2 separate regions of the Mus musculus genome follow, and region 2 is linked to region 1. Evidence: chromatin contacts called from public HiChIP or PLAC-seq data. All regions are on one chromosome and are shown on one strand. The core of a region is the stretch at or near the end of the contact, and the rest is flanking DNA. Distances in the headings are between cores, read along the strand shown.

The links. HiChIP or PLAC-seq counts read pairs in DNA pulled down with a chosen protein or histone mark.
Region 2: a CTCF HiChIP or PLAC-seq map of CD8 T cells shows a contact between it and region 1, with 5 read pairs. The contact joins two enhancer-like sites. A contact is called at or near these places in 1 of 15 datasets of contacts at CTCF or cohesin (CD8 T cells) and 1 of 484 Hi-C or Micro-C datasets (the N1E-115 cell line).

The regions. Positions count from the first base shown.
Region 1 is chr2:91,874,268-91,879,045 of GRCm38.p6, forward strand. Ambra1 (autophagy/beclin 1 regulator 1) reads left to right here. Exons shown (of 18, transcript NM_172669.3): 12 at 1,449-1,559. Among named protein-coding and RNA genes, the nearest start is that of Chrm4, 46 kb to the right of the region's middle. Within about 2 kb of position 2,699, at least 55 of the 459 cell types and tissues checked have an H3K27ac peak or open chromatin away from gene starts, as enhancers often do. A contact at or near this core is called in CD8 T cells and the N1E-115 cell line, where this site is marked.
Region 2 is chr2:91,982,347-91,987,124 of GRCm38.p6, forward strand. It overlaps Creb3l1 (cAMP responsive element binding protein 3-like 1), which reads right to left. Exons shown (of 12, transcript NM_011957.2): 9 at 4,690-4,778; 10 at 3,815-3,941; 11 at 819-1,086; 12 at 1-661. The coding sequence ends at 625. Among named protein-coding and RNA genes, the nearest start is that of Dgkz, 34 kb to the left of the region's middle. Within about 2 kb of position 2,340, at least 222 of the 459 cell types and tissues checked have an H3K27ac peak or open chromatin away from gene starts, as enhancers often do. A contact at or near this core is called in CD8 T cells and the N1E-115 cell line, where this site is marked.

The DNA of each region.
Region 1 (4,778 bases), core at 1,449-3,948:
TACAGGTATACTCTTCCACATCCCATCTTCCTGGCCTGGAGGCTTTTACTTCATTTTGGCCCCATAAGCCTTTTTTTTACCTCCAGGAAGGCAATATTGGCCATGTTGAAACCATATAGCCTAAAAATGTCATCATCTAGGAAATGAACTGTTATTTGTATCTTTTGTTAAATTAAAACTGAAAGAAGGACTGTTAATAAACTAACACTGAAAAATATCTTCTGGTACAGTAGCCAGCAGCTCCTAGATAAGGAAAAAGAGTAAGTTTCCTATATTTCATGATTGTGTAGAGGGTAGGTTCTCTCTTGGTCATTTGAGGAAAGAGCAGAGAAATCTAGAGACAGCAGAGTAATAAATGTAGCTCTTCAAAAGAAACAAGTAGAGGTGTTTTCTCCGTGATATTCAGAAGTCAAGGGCTAGATGATATTGATGAATTCTGGCGTAAAACTGCCTTGTCCCAGGCATGTCAGCATGGGCCAGATCTGCAGGGGAAAATACCATATAGCTTTTCTTGCTATTGTACAAGGATCTTCTGTTCTCCTGAGAAGGATTGGTTCTGCCTCATCAAAAGGGTGGGCTGTGTATGAAATGCACCTAGGAAGGAGGAGGAGGAAATGACATGTTCGTGTAAATGAAATACAACTGCAAATTAAAGTGTCACCCTGTTTTAAAAAAATCAAATTTTTATTTAATTGGTTACCAAGGAAAAAAAAATGTCATACTGAAGTGTATATCTCAGGGAAAATTAAGCTGAAACATTACAAGTGAATCTGGAATCAAAGGAAGGTCTTGGAGAGGAGCATTTTAAAAAATTGCCTTAATAAAAATAATCTCATGTTACAAAGGCAGACTCATAAATATCTGCTGTGTTATATGCCTGCATTTCAAAAGAGATTAACAGTGTTAGCTCATTTGTTCTTTACTGCCTCTCTCCAGTCACCATGTGTTGACTGCCTCTTCTCTGGAGGAAGTCCTCTTTTGAGATGTCTTATTAGGAAAAAGGTCACTAAAAAAGGAGGACCTGCTTCTCCTAACACACCCAGAACTGCAAGGCCTGAACTGAAATTCACCTGGTCTGTGTTCATGGTAGCTTCCCCTTGTTGTCAAATTTCTTTACTAACATTTGCATGAAAACTCATCTGTGTCCCCAGATAATGTATATATTCTTAGACAGCATATATTCAGGACCTGACACATTAATAATGGGAAGGACATGTGAATGATGTTCCATTTCCACATAGAACTGTTTCTTGTGAAAGGTTGTGTCTAGTTTCTCTTTGCAGTGACTTGCCATGTGGATCTCTCAATCTTTCGTGAGTTTTAGTTGTGATTCTTCTTTTTCTCCTCTACTAACTCATGTGTTCCATTATATTCTGCAGTAGAAGCATACAGAAAAAGAATGCACTGTATGTAGTCTAATGTGGTCTTGTTGTCTTCTCTGTCATCAGGGGCAGTAATTGGAGATGGACAGTCTGCTGTGGCCAGTAACATTGCCAATACTACCTACAGGCTCCAGTGGTGGGACTTCACTAAGTTTGACCTTCCAGAAATCAGTAATGGTGAGTAGTGATGGGCAAGATGGGTTTCTGGTGAGACAGAACTTTGAAAAATACAAAGCAGCAAAGTAGCACTGGATTGTCTGTCTCTCATTAAGTTGTTGATGGTCATGCACTATTTCTGTATGCTTAGCCTCAGCTACCAGTAACACATTTCAGAAAACAGTTTAGGGGAAACGCCAGATCTCCCCCGAGGAATTTGTGGAGAGATTCATAGAGACTAAAAGACTAAAAGAGGTAGCTGACATTGAGAAAAGGCCATAGTGAGTGGAGACTTGTTGGCAAATCCAAGCCTCAACTAAGCAGATGAGTGATGTGATTAATATCTGTTTACAAATGTGTGTGACTGATAGATATGTTTCCTTTGAAAGACATCCATGGTCCCATTGTTCAGCATTGCAGATGTTTCCCCTGCCTAAGGAAGGGCTTTTGTGCATTCCTAAGAGGTGAGAATCAGCCCCAACCTGTCTGCAGCTGCTGATGGCCTCACTGTCACTGTTACATTTCTGCTGGAAGGTTCTTTCTCACAGCAAGCTACCATGAGTCTTTCTTTTGAGGTCACTTCATCCCATTCATCCTATTTCTGCTGCTGCAACGCCATGTAATTGGTTTACTTCTTTTACACAGTCCTTCAGTAATCGGAAAGTTCCTCTACATCTCACCTTTCAGATCAAAGCTCTGCAGATTTTTTTTTCTAATGTGGTTTCCTATCTGTTCTTTCCCCCTTTAACTTTGTGGGTGAAACAGAACAGATCAGAAAATTAATGATGTGTGCTAAAACGCAATACAGTGATGTTTGCTACAGATCCCAGCAGCGTTTTCTGAAGTTAATATTGCATTTACGGTAACTTAAAGTTCCTTGATAACTGTTAGTAAGCCAGCATTCAGCCCGTTTGTATTATCTTCCTGTCGTTGCAGTGCTAGTTCTTCCTTGCAGCACCTTTATTTGTCCTTCTCTTTCAGTCTTAGGGATCATCTGCTAATTTGATTAACATTCTTCTCAGTCTTCCTTTAGATTTCTAGCAAAAATGGCAAATAAATCAGGAAATTGCATTAAGCCTTGTTAAGGTATGTTTTTGGGTTCCTATCATGGTTTTGGAACATGAATTATTTTTACTTTCGGTTTCACATCTGAAGCTCTTCCCTGTTAAAGACAGCTTCTCAGGGTCTGGGGAAACGGCTCAGCAGTTAGGAGCACTTGCTAATTTTCCAGAGGACTCTAGAGTTCAGTTTCCAGCACCATGGGAAACTCACAAGTGCCTGTTAACTACTGTTCCATAGGATCCATTGCCCTTTTCTGGCCTCTGAGAGTACCCAAACATACATTCACAGAAAATGTACACATGCCAGGTGTATTGGCACATGACTTTCAGTCCCAGCATCTAGGAGGCAGAGGCAGGCAAATCTCTGAGTTCAAGGCCAGCCTGATTTACAGAGCAAGTTCCAGGACAGTTAGGGCTATACAGAGAAACCCCGACGCCCCACCCCACCCCCACCTACCCCCCCAAAAAGAAAGAAAACATACATGAATACACATATACATAAATGAAAAGTAAAACAAGTCTTTTAAATAAATCAATAATAAAGGACAGTAGCTTTGTATAGTATAGGCTAGCCTTGAACTAGTTGTCCTCCTGCCTCAGCCTCAAGTGTTAGGGCCGCAGACAAGCACACTTATGTTTTCAGTATCATGTAAAGCATTGTAAGAGTTTGGAGATACAGCTAAAAATATCTTGATTACTGAAAGATAATCATTTTATGATGTACCAGTCTTTAATATTCTTATCAGACAAGATAAATGAGAATAATTTTTAATGCTTTGTTCTTAGTGAATCCTAAGTAGCAACTACTCATTTTATTCTAAGTGCCTATAAGCCATAAATCAAGTCAAGTAATCTGTTCTTTTGATTTTTTGTTTTATTTATTATTGTGTGTAGGTATGCACATGCCACGGCACATGTGTTGAGGTCAGAGGATAGCTTTCAAGAATAAATTACCTTCTTCCACTATGAATTCTGGGGGTTGTACTCAAGTTACCATGCTTGTGAGGTAAAATGTTTTTACCCACTGAGCCATTTTGCTGACTGGTACACTAATCTGTTCTCCAATTCTTCTAAAAATCCATGGTAGAAGAGTCTGCCTTTTCCTTATTGAAAACTCAAGTTCATCTGTAGATTTGTGACTCATATCTTATTGGCCATAGTTCATCTTCAGTTATTTTTATTTTTTTACTTTATCATTGTTTAAATTAGATAATATAGTTACAACTCAAAACTTACTTAAAGGATATACAATAAGGGGCTGGAGAGATAGCTCAGCAGTTCAGAGCACTGACTGCTCTTCCAGAGGACCTGAGTTCAATTCCCAGCAACCACATGGTGGCTCACAACCATCTGTAATGGGATCTGATGCCCTCTTCTACTGTATGTCTGAAGACAGCTGCAATGTACTCATATAAATAAAAAAATAAATTTTTTTTTAAAAAAAGGATATACAATAAGAACTTTCTTAACCCTACACCCTGCTGCCTGTGACTCCTTGTAGTAGGTAACCACTATCAGTTTCAGTTCTTATCTCTTGAAAGATGAATGTGTATGTGTGTATATGCACATTGAGAGCATTGCTTTCCATCTTTTGTGTGATCTAAATGTAAATGTGTTATACAACACTCTTCTCACTTTTTTTTCTGTACAGTGTATCTCATGATCTTCCATATTTTTGTAAAGAGTATGTGTGTGAGTGTGTGTGTGAGTGTGTGTGTCTTATATGTATGCATCTATGTGTGCTCATGCAGAGGCCTGAGCAAGATGTCTGTAGACTTCCTCTATTGCTTCTCATCCTACTGCCTTGAGAGAGTCAGAAGGCACGCAGGATCTGCCTGTCGTTCGTTCCTCGGTACTGTGATTGCAGAATGCCTTTCTTCCTTTCTCCCTTTCCTCCTTTCTACCTTTCTGTGACCAGTTTATTGCTTTGGTGCTGGGAGATTTAAACTCAAGTTCTCATGCTTTCAGGACAAGCTTGTGTTTTACCCACTGAGCTGTCTCTAGTTCTTCATGTCTTGTTTAGAGATAGGGTCTTACTCCGAATCCCAGGTTAGCCGGGAGCTTGCAGCAGTCCTCTTGTCTCTGCTTCCTGGAGTGCTGAGATTATAGGCATGAGCTATCACTCTGGTGGCAGCTGCAGCTGCTGCTGCTATTGCTGCTGGTGCAGGCAGCCCCCACA
Region 2 (4,778 bases), core at 1,090-3,589, 110 kb after region 1:
TTTTTTTTAATTTTGCCTTCTTAAAGCATGTGCTGAGCTGGTGGAGGAGCAGTTTGGCAAATTAAAAAGGCCCAGCAGCTTGGGCAGCGGCAGGGAGAGGCCTGGTGAGGGTGGGGTGTCCCTCTTCCCCAGGCCAAGGGGTAGCAAAGCCCGCACTAACTTCATAAAATACAAAATAAGGGAGAGGTGACGGGAGGGAGATTTGTAAAATACAATATCTTAGGGGATTGACAATAATAAAAAATAAGGTTCATTATTTACAAACGATTTCTGTTCTTGGTCTCTGTACAGTAGGAGATGGGGGTGTGTGTTTGTGTGTGTATGTCTGCTTGTGTGTTTGTGTATGAGGGGGCCAGGAACAGTGGTTGCGTTGGTCACTATGGGAAGGAAACGGGTAGCCCAGTGAGTGGTTTATCGGAGGAGGACGGATAGTGGTAGGAGGGAAAGGTGGGAACGGAGTGGTCAGCCCAGGGGAGCAGTCCAAGTGTCTGGGGACATAGAGCGTCCCCAGCTACTACAGGGACCCGGGGGGCAGGGGTATGAGCTGGATCTGGGTCATCGAGCAAGAGAACGCCTCTTCTGGGTGCCAGGGTGTCCGTCCTGTGTCCTGGGTCTTGGAGTGGCCTAGGAGAGTTTGATGGTGGTGTTGGGGCCCAGATCCCTGGGGAGAGAAGAAGATCCAGGGATGAATCTGCCCTGGGGTACCCGTCATTCAACTGTGAGCCAGGACTTGACCAGGGCCCCCTCCCCCTGGGAAGATGTGGCTGAGGGAGGCACAGCCTGGGACCCTGGGAAGGGAAGGCTGTCCCTCTGCTCACCTGTCATGGAACCACTCCTTGGGGTGGGAGAAGTTGGGGCTGGTGCCGTTGTCATCAGTGTCCTCTGGCCAGGTCTCTCTCAAGTACTTGGTGGTCTCATGGATGCTGTCTGCACGGTCATGTCGGAGGTGGTCCTGGGGCCTCTGCTCTGCTGGACCCCCGGGTTTGAGCTCCCAGCCTTCTGGGGGCTCCACAGGCAGTAGAGCACCTCGGCCATCTTCCCATGAGCCTGCCCCATCATCGTAGAACAGTAGGCTTCGGGAAGGCACTGTGGAGAAAACCAGGGTGAGCCACGGAGGCCCCTCAGGTATGTGCCCTCTGCCGGATCTGCTTCATTCACTTGCCGGGCATGAAGAGTACAGCCTCTGACATCTTACAGGCTTGACTCCTCCTCCTAGCCCTGAGGATCCCTGGCTATGTGATTTTAGGCTAGTCACACACTCTGCTCTGATTTTGCTGGGCATCAGTTTGTTGATCTGTAAAATGGGGATAGTATAACCAACCTCACGGAGATTCAAGGATTCAATGAGTAAACGCAGTATAACAATTGAAGCTGTGCTGCTTTTTGTTTTTGTTTTTGTTTTTGTTTTTTTGCTTTTCGAGACAGGGTTTCTCTGTGTAGCCCTGGCTGTCCTGGAACTCACTCTGTAGACCAGGCTGGCCTCAAACTCAGAAATCTGCCTGCCTTTGCCTCCTAAGTGCTGGAATTAAAGGCGTGCGCCACCACGCCCCGCTCGGAGCTCACAAAAATGTAGCACTTCTGAGCAAGACAATAATGGTTTGCTTACTGGGAACTGGGACTTTTCCCTCCTTATATTAAGGACTGAACCCAGAACTTCGTAATAGCTAGGTCAAGACTCTCTCTCTCTCTCTCTCTCTCTCTCTCTCTCTCTCTCTCTCTCTCTCTCTCTCTCTCTCGTTTATATTGAGACGGGGGGGGGTCTCACTAAGTTGCTCAGGCAGGCCATTAATTAATTTTGTAGCCCGTGTAAGCCTTACACCTACGCTCTTTAGGCCTTGACCTAAGAAGCTAGGATCACACTGACAGGACCTGCTGAGAGCTGGGTTCGAATCCTCCCGTGCCACTTACTTCCTGGGAGAATTAAGGAAACCCTTTTCTTTTCTCTTCTAGGCTAGTTCCTCTGGGAAGTCAAGGGGAGAGAAAAAAAAAAAAGAATGTTTGTTGGACACCCGTGCCAGGCTTTATATAAAGCCCTTAGCTTAAAGCCAATTAAATCTCACACGAAGCCCTGGGAATGAGGTGCTTTAAGCCCCGCTTCCCAGAGCTCATCATCAAGGGTCCCCGTAAATTGGCTTCCTGGCTCCAGTCTGCTGCCTGCCTCCCAGCTTCCCCTGCAGGGTTTAATCTATGAGAATCTATGGAAAAGGCGGCCCCTGGCATTGTGTGAAGCTGCAGTCCGGAAACCAGCCCGCTCAACAAGCCACCTCCTTCCTCAGACGTGCCCTCTGCCCTGCCCTGTGCTTCACTCCCTCCAGAGGCTCATTCATGTCCTCCCTCCCCCTCCCTGGGGTTTGTACTTTAGCACAGCCCCTCCTCTTCTGTGTCTGCTTCCTCTCCTCTGTCCTTGATAGCCTTGGCCCGCCCCGCCCCGCCCCCGCGCCAGCCCCACCCCACCGCTCCATCGCAGCCCCTCTCCTCTCAGTTCTCCTCCCAGCTCCCAGCTCCTGTCCTCCCTTCTAGCCTCTCAGCCTTGCTCACCGCCCCCACCCCCACCCCCGCAGTACCCCTCCTCTCCATACACTCCCTGCTCTCCCCTCTCTCTGACCTCTCATCTGTTTCCTCTTTCTCTTCAGCCACGTAAGATTCATGTCCCTGGCATATGAAGGATGGCCTAGAAGTTCTTCCATGGGTCTACCGGAAGTGGCCTCTACCTCTGAAAGCCATGCTAATCTTTGCTGTTCCCTATACTCTTGCTGTTCGTGGCCTGTCTTTCCCCTCATGTCAGGAGCTATTCCAGAAGGCAAGGTATATGCTCACTGTAAGGATGGCAGTTTCTGGAGTCTAGAAATCAACATGAAGCCAAGATGTGCACCCTGGCTCACACAACTAGCAAATGCAGAGCCGGCTGTGACTGATTCTGAAATGAACCACACCGCACTCCATTGGGGTGGCACCCACATCACAACTACCATGCTCCCCAGGGGTAGGCACTCCCAGCAGAGTCCTGACACCTGCTGCAGGTCCCCTGTGCCTCAGCGGCTTTCTTAACACTGTCACATCAGAAATGACTGAAGACTGACACTCACTTGCTGTCCCTAGAACACTCTGCCGCCCACTAAGTCTGCCCTCTCCACATCGCTGCGCCAAAGGATCTCAGAGAGGCAAAGAATCTGGTCCTCAGGCTGGAGAGATGGCTCAGCAGGTAAGAGCACTGACTGCTCTTCCAGAGGTCCTGAGTTCAATTCCCAGCATCCACACGGTGGCTCACAACCATCTGTAATGGGATCTGATACCCTTTTCTGGTGTGGCTGAAGACAGCTACAGTGTACTTACATATAATAATAAATAAATCTTTAAAAAAAGAGTATAGAATGAGATAATGCCAACCCAAATCTCTTATAAATATTTATTTTTAATTTTTTTAATGTGTATGAATGCTTTGCCTGCCATTGTGTCTGTGTACTACCTGGGTGCTTGGTGCCTTCGGTGACAAGAATTTGGCATCTCATCCCCTGGAACTGGAGTTGCAGGTGGCTGTGAGCCACCATATGGGTGGTTAGGCACCAAACATGGGTCCTCTAAAAGAGCAGCCAGTACCAAGCCATCTATCTCTCCAGCACTCCAGACTTTTTGGAGACAGGGTCTCACTAATGTATCCCTGGCTGGTCTGGAACTCCTCATGTAGACTGGGCTGGTCTTGAACTCATAGATCCACCTGCCTCTGCCTCCAGAGTGCTGGGATTAAAGGTGTGAGTGCAGCTGATATGGCTTCTCTCTAGTAACTGGCTAACACCCAGAGTTTGGAGGTACTTACTCTGACTGGCTGCATAGACACTGTCAGCTGCGATAGGGTCTTCTTTCACAGTCATTGAGCCGGAAGAGAATGCAGGAAGGCAGGGCACAAGGGAGCCCAGCACCAGAACGAAGCACAAGGCTGCCACCTAGTAGTAGACAGAGCAGTCTATTATTAGTCGGATCTGGGGCAGGGCAGGCCTACAAGACTGGCCACTCCCAACTCTCCTCACCCTAAAGCATTGGACGCAAAAGGCTCAGTTTCCCCCAAATGCCTCCCCAGAGCTGGCTGCTCTCTTGGAAGCAGACACAGGCTGTTCAAGTCACCTTTAATCCAATCTAGTGACATGAAAGGGACCAGAGACCAGAGGGCGGGGTTCTGTGTGGTTTCACCTATAGAGAAATCAGGAAAGGAAGAAAGGGGAAGGGGGGAAGGGGAAGGGAGGGTTGCAACTGTGACCAGGGAGAAGGACACATAGCCACATCACCTTCGCAGCCTGAGCCTGAGAAGGAGCCAAGGGCCCCGGGGAGCTCCAGCGAGGCCCTGCCCTTAGAATGTCAGAGGCAACATGTGCTTACCAGGGAGGACAGACTAATGGAAGAGAGCCACTCAGAGGCTGAGCCTGACCTAGGTGTCCCCTCTAGCCTTGGGGACCCTGAGGGGGGCTCCTTTATTTTCTCCCTATCACCCATCCCAAGAAGAATCACACTCCTTGAATCTATAGAAGCCACTTTTCCAAGGACCTGCCTTTCACTAGATTTAGCAGCATCAACCTCACATCTATTAGAACTGGCCTGGACAGGTCACTGGTCCCCTCAGACTCTGCTCACTGTCCTGGAGAGCTAGCCTCAAGAAGAGCTTCCCCCTGCTGCCTTATGCTAAGGAGTAGCACCTACCATGAGGCAGGTGCCGGTCTGCGTGGCTGCCATCTTGTACGGTCTGGAGATCTTGCTGGTGACCAGAGTCTGGAGTTTCTGCAGCTGCT